Linked DNA regions of Sus scrofa: region 1 is linked to region 2. Evidence: chromatin contacts called from public Hi-C data. All regions are on one chromosome and are shown on one strand. The core of a region is the stretch at or near the end of the contact, and the rest is flanking DNA. Distances in the headings are between cores, read along the strand shown. Region 1 overlaps VGLL4 (transcription cofactor vestigial-like protein 4). Region 2 overlaps ATG7 (autophagy related 7).

What was found. Hi-C and Micro-C count contacts between places; a contact is called where the count stands out from the background.
Region 1: a Hi-C map of liver shows a contact between it and region 2, with 7 times the contacts expected there. The contact joins two enhancer-like sites. A contact is called at or near these places in 7 of 47 Hi-C or Micro-C datasets (embryonic fibroblasts, liver, psoas muscle and 1 more) and 2 of 2 datasets of contacts at active chromatin or transcription factors (alveolar macrophages and skeletal muscle).

What each region holds. Positions count from the first base shown.
Region 1 is chr13:67,746,755-67,750,684 of Sscrofa11.1, forward strand. All of the region lies in intron 2 of VGLL4 (transcription cofactor vestigial-like protein 4), which reads right to left. Among named protein-coding and RNA genes, the nearest start is that of VGLL4, 120 kb to the right of the region's middle. Within about 2 kb of position 1,272, at least 6 of the 83 cell types and tissues checked have an H3K27ac peak or open chromatin away from gene starts, as enhancers often do. A contact at or near this core is called in liver, where this site is marked.
Region 2 is chr13:67,614,467-67,618,798 of Sscrofa11.1, forward strand. All of the region lies in intron 19 of ATG7 (autophagy related 7), which reads left to right. Among named protein-coding and RNA genes, the nearest start is that of ATG7, 200 kb to the left of the region's middle. Within about 2 kb of position 1,420, at least 3 of the 83 cell types and tissues checked have an H3K27ac peak or open chromatin away from gene starts, as enhancers often do. A contact at or near this core is called in liver, where this site is marked.

The DNA.
Region 1 (3,930 bases), core at 22-2,521, 130 kb after region 2:
CAGAGTAAATCAGGGAATCTGAGTCTCAAAGAACAAGCCCTGCTTTTACTGTACTGTGTCTGCCTGGATATTGGGACATGGGTACAATGAGTCACACATCCTTACATGTCCGTCTGAGGCCCCAGCACTGACACGTGATCGTGAACTCCAAGGAGATAAGAGCATTTTAAGAACCTTGGATGTCAAGGGCAGAGAACCCTCCTTAGTGGAAAAGACTTTCTAAGCCTGCCAGAAATTCTTTGCTGTGTTTACACACAAATCTACTTTTGCAACATGTTACTGTTAATAAGAAAGAGTAGAATTATGAAAGCAAAGTGTTTGCAGATGGTATTGGAATCAGGCACTTTGCTGGAGGCTCAACTTTCTTTCTAGTAGAGTTTATAAATGCTTAGAAGGACTTGCTGAATGAGGCAAAGCAACGAGCCTGCACTAACTTCTTCAATAGGAATGCCACCTCCTAGGGGATCCAGCAGCCATGAAGTAGAGGAATTAAGCAGGTGGGGAGTGCAGGAGATGGTCTCACCTCTTCAAAATATAAGTGGGTAAAAATAGCCAAAGAAACGCTCTCTTCCAGTCCTTTGGCATGAAGTAGGTTAAATATCTAAGGTAAGAGGCTAGAATCTGCATTTTCTACACATTCTTTCATTGACAGGATACTGACTAGGCCAGGGGCCCTGAAAGCACTGAACCTTAGAATCAGTCACTGACTGTTGGAGGAGGGAAAAAAGAGAGTATTTGGGGAGCGGAAGGAGAGATTAGAAAATTAAACCTTCCCTCCTTTGACTTCCCCTAACACTGAATCTCTGGAGTGGACATCTCACAACTGGCTCCTTTCTGTAATTCTGGCATGTGGGCAGAGTGTGGCCCTGTAACTTATTTCCATGTCTTGACCACACCAGCCTGGAGCAGAGGAATGTGGTGGGCTTTGGAATCAGTGGTGTGATCCTCATCTCTCTCGAGCCTCTATTGCTTCAGCTACCTGGAGGGATTTGTGTGATTATCAGGGAAAACTCACAGGGAAGTCCCAGCCCTCAACAGGCCATTTATTACTACACTATCTGTTGAGTTCCATCCTTTGACAAACTCCCATTTAGAGGATGAGACAATGGGGACAAAAGACCATCTCCACTGTTACTCCCACGGTTCACGAGAGGTGAGCACACATACAGTTTCCACCAGCAAATCAAAGATGGGACACAGGGCCAAGGAGCACGGGTCAGTGAGCCTTGCATAACTGCTCCACAGGGAACAGCCGGTGATCTTGGGGCAGCTCCCTGACTTTCTGGGACTGTTTCCACCTGTGTGAATGTGACCGTGTGAATCCTCGCAGAGGCCCTGATCTAGTTCAAGGATCAAAGGGTGCGGGGTCAACTAGCACCCCTCCCCCATGCAGACTCTCCATTCCTTGGCTTCTTTCCAACACATTTCTCCCCAGGAGAAGGCCTTCAGAATTCCTCTGGACCCATTCGGTCATCTCCATTTTCAAAACCCAACCCAAAGGCAGCCGCCGCCTCCGCCCCCGCCCCAGGAGTGCCCTTTTTGATGCTGGTAGGTTGAGACCAAGGACAGAGCCTGCCCTTCTCCAGCTCCAAAACTACCAGAGTTCTCTTGAGGCACAGCAGGCGAAGGACCCAGCATTGTTGTTGCTGTGGTGCAGGTTTGATCCCCAAGGGCACGGCCACAGACACACAAAACCAACAACTACAGATTTTTGAGCAAAAACCATGGTGTTTGCTACTGCCCATCAAGAGAGAAAAAGGCAATCTTGTTCTCTGCAGAATATCCTAAGGGATAAGATGAGGCTCCCAGGAAATGATTCCAAATTCATATACAGACTGGCATAGGGACGCCTGAAGGCCATGGACAGGCCAGACTCCCCTAAACACAAAATCTATCAGCTCCAAACCCCTGATGGAGTGAAAGCTGGCAGGGAGCTGGGACACGACAAACATCCCAAGCCCAGTATCTCAGAGGGCCAGGCCTTTCTGCTGCCCCACAGAGAGGCAGAAACTCACTGCACTGTTACCTTTCGCTGCTCAATAGGCTGGTATCAGACACCACAGAGTGAATTCTCCAAGGAGTAAAACAGGACACAAAGTTCAAAGAGTCTACAACACCAAGAGGGAAATAGCATTGAGAACACAGGCATGCACATAATTCAAGCACCTCATCACTGTGAAGACTGGCCAAACCAGCAATTTAAAGCGAGATTGTGTAATCTTTATCACTGAAAGAGCCAAGTATCCAAGTACATAATTTTACCTTTTCCAACTCTTCATTTCAAAAACAACATAAAGCTACCGAAAAGTTGAATGAAAAGTGAACATCCCATCACTTTGATTCGTTTTGTCTACTTATTCACATACATACACTTTTTTTTTTTTTTAACTAAAACTGCTATAACTTTTAAGGTAACTTGCAAACATCATTTTACACCCCAAATACTTCAAGTGTCTCCTACAAGGGAAGACACTCCCCTTCAGAGTCACCATATCCTCATCACACCCAAGAGAGGTAAAGCTGATATGCCATTATTATTTAATATCCAATACAGATTCAAAGTTCCCAAATGAACTATATATTTCCTTTTTCCTTTTAGGCCCACATGTGCCACATATGGAAGTTCCTGGACTAGAGGTGGAACTGGAGCTGCAACTGCAACCTACACCATAGCTCGTGCCTACACCAGATCCTTAACCCACTGTGCCAGGCCAGGGATGGAACCCGCATCCTCAGGGACACTATGTCAGGTTCTTAACCCACTAAGCCACAATGGGAACTCCACTATATCTTTTATTTGGGGGGGGGTAGTGTTGGCAAGGGCAGGGGGTGGGGGCGGGATCCAGGAACCAATCAAGAATCACACAATGGGCAATGGAGTTGCTATGCCTCTTTAATTTCCTAAAAGAACTTCTGTTTTTCTTCCTCTTTCATGACATTGATGTATTTAAATGATCTAGATGAATTAACTGTCCTATAACTTTTGGTGATCTGATCATTTCATCATGATTAGATCCAAGGTGAACATTTTTGGCAAGAAAGTGAGAGTGGTGAGGCACAGATCAAATGGGATCGAAGGCATCGCATCAGAGGCACCTGAGGCCACTTTGTCCTATTGCTGGTGACACTAAGCTTGCCTGAGGTAATGCCCACAGAATTTTTCTATCATAAAAAACTAACCTTCTCCCTTCCAGAGTAAAAATACAGTAGTGAGCATCTTGTCACGCTCACTCAATCTCTTGCTCATTTACTGAGCGTCTTTCATTTGCTCTGTAAGAGACTGGAGAGTTACGGTGGATAAAACAGGGCATCCCCTGATTACAAATCAGCACAGAGCATTTTTACATCAAAGACAGTGAAAGAAAAAGATAAGGAAACACCCAACATGATCAGAGACTGGCCTGTATGCTTCCTGGAACACATATAGCAGGCACTCAAAAAACACCTGCTGCGTTAGGGACTTGTATAGGTCAGACACATAAAAGCTATTGGTACTAAGTTCATCCTTCCAATTATCCCTTCTCACATCACTTCATGCCTTGGAAGAGAGTCCTTCACACAAGATTGGGTGCGTTCAGGGTGGTATGGCCGTAGACGGGAAGAGAGTCCTTCAACATGGTCGTCCAGCCTCCCACCATCAAGAGTTTTAAGCCCCTGATTGAGATTGTTGAAACCAAGTCTGCAAGTTCTCAACCTAGTGGTTGAGACCTCCACGGCCCATTCCTCCAGCCGTACCCCTCTCCTTCCCGTCTTCGCTACTCCCCATGCTGTTCACTCAGGCTGGGATTTTGCTCTTCCATCTTCCCACCACCTGGCACGTCCAGGGGGCAAATCCTGGTGCATCATCCTTTGCTCTGAGAGCAACCACACAACGACACAAGCTCTCTTCTTGAGACAGTCCTTGTCCCAACCTGACAGTTAATAGAAATG
Region 2 (4,332 bases), core at 170-2,669:
CTATGGAAATTGTCTTATTTGGTCCTTATCCTGAGGTAACTGACAGTATTCCCATTTTAAAGATGAGGAAGTTGAGGATCAGAGCAATGTAGTGAGTGATCAGGTCTAAAATACAGCTGTAGGATCCAATGGTAAGGGGGTACCCAATGAGCTACAAGCAGGCATGGAGCAGAGGCCTCTCCTGACACTGAGCCCTGTGGGTGAGTTGCATGTAGATTGCGGAAGACCTAGGATGGAGGAGCTGTGACCCAGAGTCTGAGGAGACACAGGCGTTTTTACCCCCTCCCTGAATTACTCTTACTCAGTCTTTGTCATTTAAGATGCAGATGATCCCCTTCTTCTCAAGCCATCTGCATAGGATAGGTTCTCAGTGCTTTCTGAGTTAGGGTTGTAGACCCTTGCCTCCTACTCCAGTCTGACTGTTCTCCACCCAAGCCTCCACAGCCAGTGGTCCCCATTGGTGACACACACAGTTTCTCAGGGACTTGCAGAGGCTCAGCTTGGCTCCAGGATCAGATCAACTCCTCATCAAGGCAGTGCTAGACAGCTTGTGTAGACCGGCTGCAGCCTGCCTCCCAAGTCACTGGTCCTGGCCACCCTGGACTTGACACACTTTCCGCTCACCCCTCTGCTTTTATTGTCCTCACCTGGCAAATGTGGATTCATCCTTTCCCGAAGAGTTTCAGCCAGCACTTGTCAGCCTGAATCATAATTATTTGTTAGCTTCTTGAAAATAAGAATGTCCTAATCATCTTTGTATCCTCTGAACCTCGCGCAATACCCGGCACATATGCACCACTTACTTTGAACATTTTTGGAAGAATGAATGAACATTTGACTCTTTGACCAGGAAATAAAGATGGAGGATCGAGGACATAGGAAATATAGATCTCCTCTTCAAACCGTAACCTCACCGTGAATAGAACCTCTCATTTCTATTCAGTTTGCATTGATCAGATGGAATTGCTGGTATTAGAAATGCAGGTGCTTCCCCAGCATCTTGCATGTTTTGGTCTTCTTTTTTTTTTTTAATGAGAACTCAAAAAGTGGGTCACAGCTGTCTTTTTAGATAACTCCTTTCGGATTAAACTCTCCAAGATTACTCACTGTATTAGACTCTTTTGGTTGAAAACTAGACACTAACTCAAAGAGATTTAAGCAAACATGGGGATTTATATGTTCAAGTAATTGAAAAATTCATGGATAGTTCTAGCCTTAGGCACTACTAGATCCAAGTGTTCAAGAAATGTCAATAATGACCTTCCTGCCATGTGCCATTGCCTGGCTTTTCTCTGCATTGCCTCTTTCTTGGCAGGCTCTCTCCTCACAATAGCAAGTTGGCACTGGTGGCCCAGGCTAAGCGACTCCGATGGGAAGGGAGCTTTGTTCCCAGTGGCACTAGCCAATGTCCTGCTCTGCTGGTCACTAGTCACCCAGTCACAGTGGTGGGGGCAGCCAAGTAACCCTCACTGGTCAGATCTCTGGGATGTGTTCCCATCGTCAGTGGTAAATTGGGTAAACAACCCTCCTAAATCACATGACCTGAGAGTCAGGGAGAGATTGGTAAGAAATCAGAGAGCTGGTATGACTTTCATGGGATAATGATACAGCAGACCGAGCGATCAGCATGAGAGATGGACACTATGGCTGCCTTTCCTTTCTTTTTTGTTGCTAATATTTGTCTTATTAACAAGCCCTAAATGGTGTGATGGACCCCAAGCAGGTGGCTTGTCTTCTCCTTTTTCTGTAAAGATCCATCCCCCAGGATGGTTCAAAACAGCCAGTTTATTGCTTTCTTTGACTTTTCACCCTAGTCTGGTGATGTGTCCAGCAGCTCCGGTATTGGGGTTGGAGGCTTGGAATGACAAATAAACACAACAGTTTTTCATCATGACTTGTGTTTCTTGATAAGGTCAAGAAATACTTAAATTCCCAGTGGTTTTCATATTGGAATCCTGCCACAAGTTCTCTGATACTATATACTATATATAGATTTAAATACTTTTTCAGGAATATCCTTTCTTTTTGCAGTTAACCAGTGATTTCTCATACTCAGTGTCTTTCTGATACTCAGCTCTGACTGCCACATGTCACTGGAATCAAGACATAAAATAGGAACATTTGGAGATATTCTTACATGGGGAGTGAAAAACAGAACATCTTAGGACTTTGGTCCTTTTTTTGTTACTTCCACCTGATAACTTGTTTTTTTCCTGCCACTCTTCATATTCTAATTTCCTGGCATGCTTTCCATCTCAATTTGGTTGCCACCTAGTGAGTATTTTTTGAGCTCCTACTGCCTACCCAGGATGGAAATTATAATGCTTTGAGTACCTGTTTTCTGTTAAGTACATCAATAGGCCTTTTTGGTACATCATCCCATTTATTTTTTTATAGCCACCCTTTGTGAAATGGGTATCATTGTCACTACTTAAAAGATGTAGAAGTTAAGGTTAAGAGAGGATAAATAATTTGCCAATGTTTTAGAACTGGTAGAAGACCTGAGATTCAGTTCCAAGTTTGATAGCCTTCACAGTTAATTGTACAAGAATTAGACTAGGAGCACTAACAGACTGGAAAAGTGTAAGATTAAATTTCTGAGCTAAGGTCAAAGGAATAAGACTAATGCATTTGAAACAGTCAGAGTACATTCAAGATAGGATAATTTCTTTTAAAAATTTTTTAATGATAGTTTATTTACAATGTTCTGTCAATTTCTGCTGTATAGCAAAGTGACCCAGTCACACACACACATATATATATTCTTTTTCTCGCATTATCCTCCATCATGTTCCATCACAAGTGGTTAGATATAGTTCCTTGTGGCATACTGCAGGATCTCATTGCTTATCCACTGCACGTGCAATAGTTGATAAGCGCAGGTCGCAGTAGGAGCCCTTCATTATACATGTGATCTGAAAAGACAGTGGCCAAGGATAGATTTTTATCTGTACCGTCCTTAGCCATCTTCCCCTCAGTTAAATTCAGTGTAGTTCAGTTCAGCTGCAGCTTTCTGGGTGCCTGGTAACTGGCAGCCTGTGTGTGAAGCTCTGTGCATTCATTGCCTGCTAAATGCAAGGCCCCTTCCAAGTGCTGGATGCAGTGGCTGTCAAGATAGGCAAGGTTCCATGTTTGCCTGGATCACAAACAAGTGAAAAAAGAAACTTTCAGCTAGTGATGGACACAGAGGTGAAAGCAAAACAGGGTGTTGGGTTAGAATGAATTGGGATGGGGAGGGAGCAGGAGAGAATAGTGGTCAGGGGTTAGATGATTCAGACTGGCAGGTCTGTGACAGTCCCTGTGGAAAGGTGGTTTCTGAGCTGAGACCTGAATGCAGAGGAAGGAGCTAGACTGGCGAGCATCTGGGGAAGGAGCCGGGAGGCTGAGGGAATACCCTGGGCAAAGACCTAGAACTTGTGTCTGCATCAAGCAGGGGATAACAGGGAGTAACATCCATTGTCTGGTAAGTCTGGGCTGCTCTGTGGGGAATGCTTTGGGGTGAAGGAGGGTTGAGACACGAATGTTTGGGTGTAAGCAGCTGAGCAAGTGAGTTACATTGTGATTACTGACATTATCATTTACTTGGCCAAGAAATCTGAATTTGGATTTTCTCCATAGGCAGTGATGTGTGCCAGTAACAGTTCCCGCTCGTTGAACACTGACCGGTGCCCATCATGGGGCTTGATGTGTGTTGTCATCAAGTCCTCACAGGCCCACACAAGCCCTCATAAGCTGGGTCTATTATTGAAATCACCTTTTATATAGGAAGAGGTGTGGTGCAGAGGTCCTTGGTGCCCACCCTCATTGGCGAGGGAGGGGAGCAAGGGCAGCGTGTTTGGCAGTGACTTTGAGCTGCAGAGGAGGATAGCTGGCCCTGGTGGGGCCGAGATGGAGGGCACACAGCAGTGGGCAGCTGTATGGTGTTCACCCTGGGAGATGCTATCAGGAGCCTCGGAGGCTTTACAGCCGGCAGTTAGCTATCCCTCCAACATAGAATAAAAAGTGGGGGCCTCTTGAAGGAAAATGTGTCAATGCCCTTAACTTAGAATATCAGGAGAAATCCTACACCTTCCCCTTGGGGGAGGTCTGGCCTGACCTGTGCCCTCTACCTTAGGCAGGCCATCAGTTACTTTGTCCTAACTCTTCCTCTGCACACACCCCACAGCCCAGAGGCCCTGGGGGCACCTCAAAGGCTCTGGGACAGTTTCTTCACCTTGGGACAGAAATGGTCTAGGGTGTGGTTTGTCTCCCTGGGATGCTCAGGGTCTTTCCACAGCCCCAAGTCGCCATTAGGATTTCCTGTGGACCAGGGTGTCCTGTGGCCTTAATGAG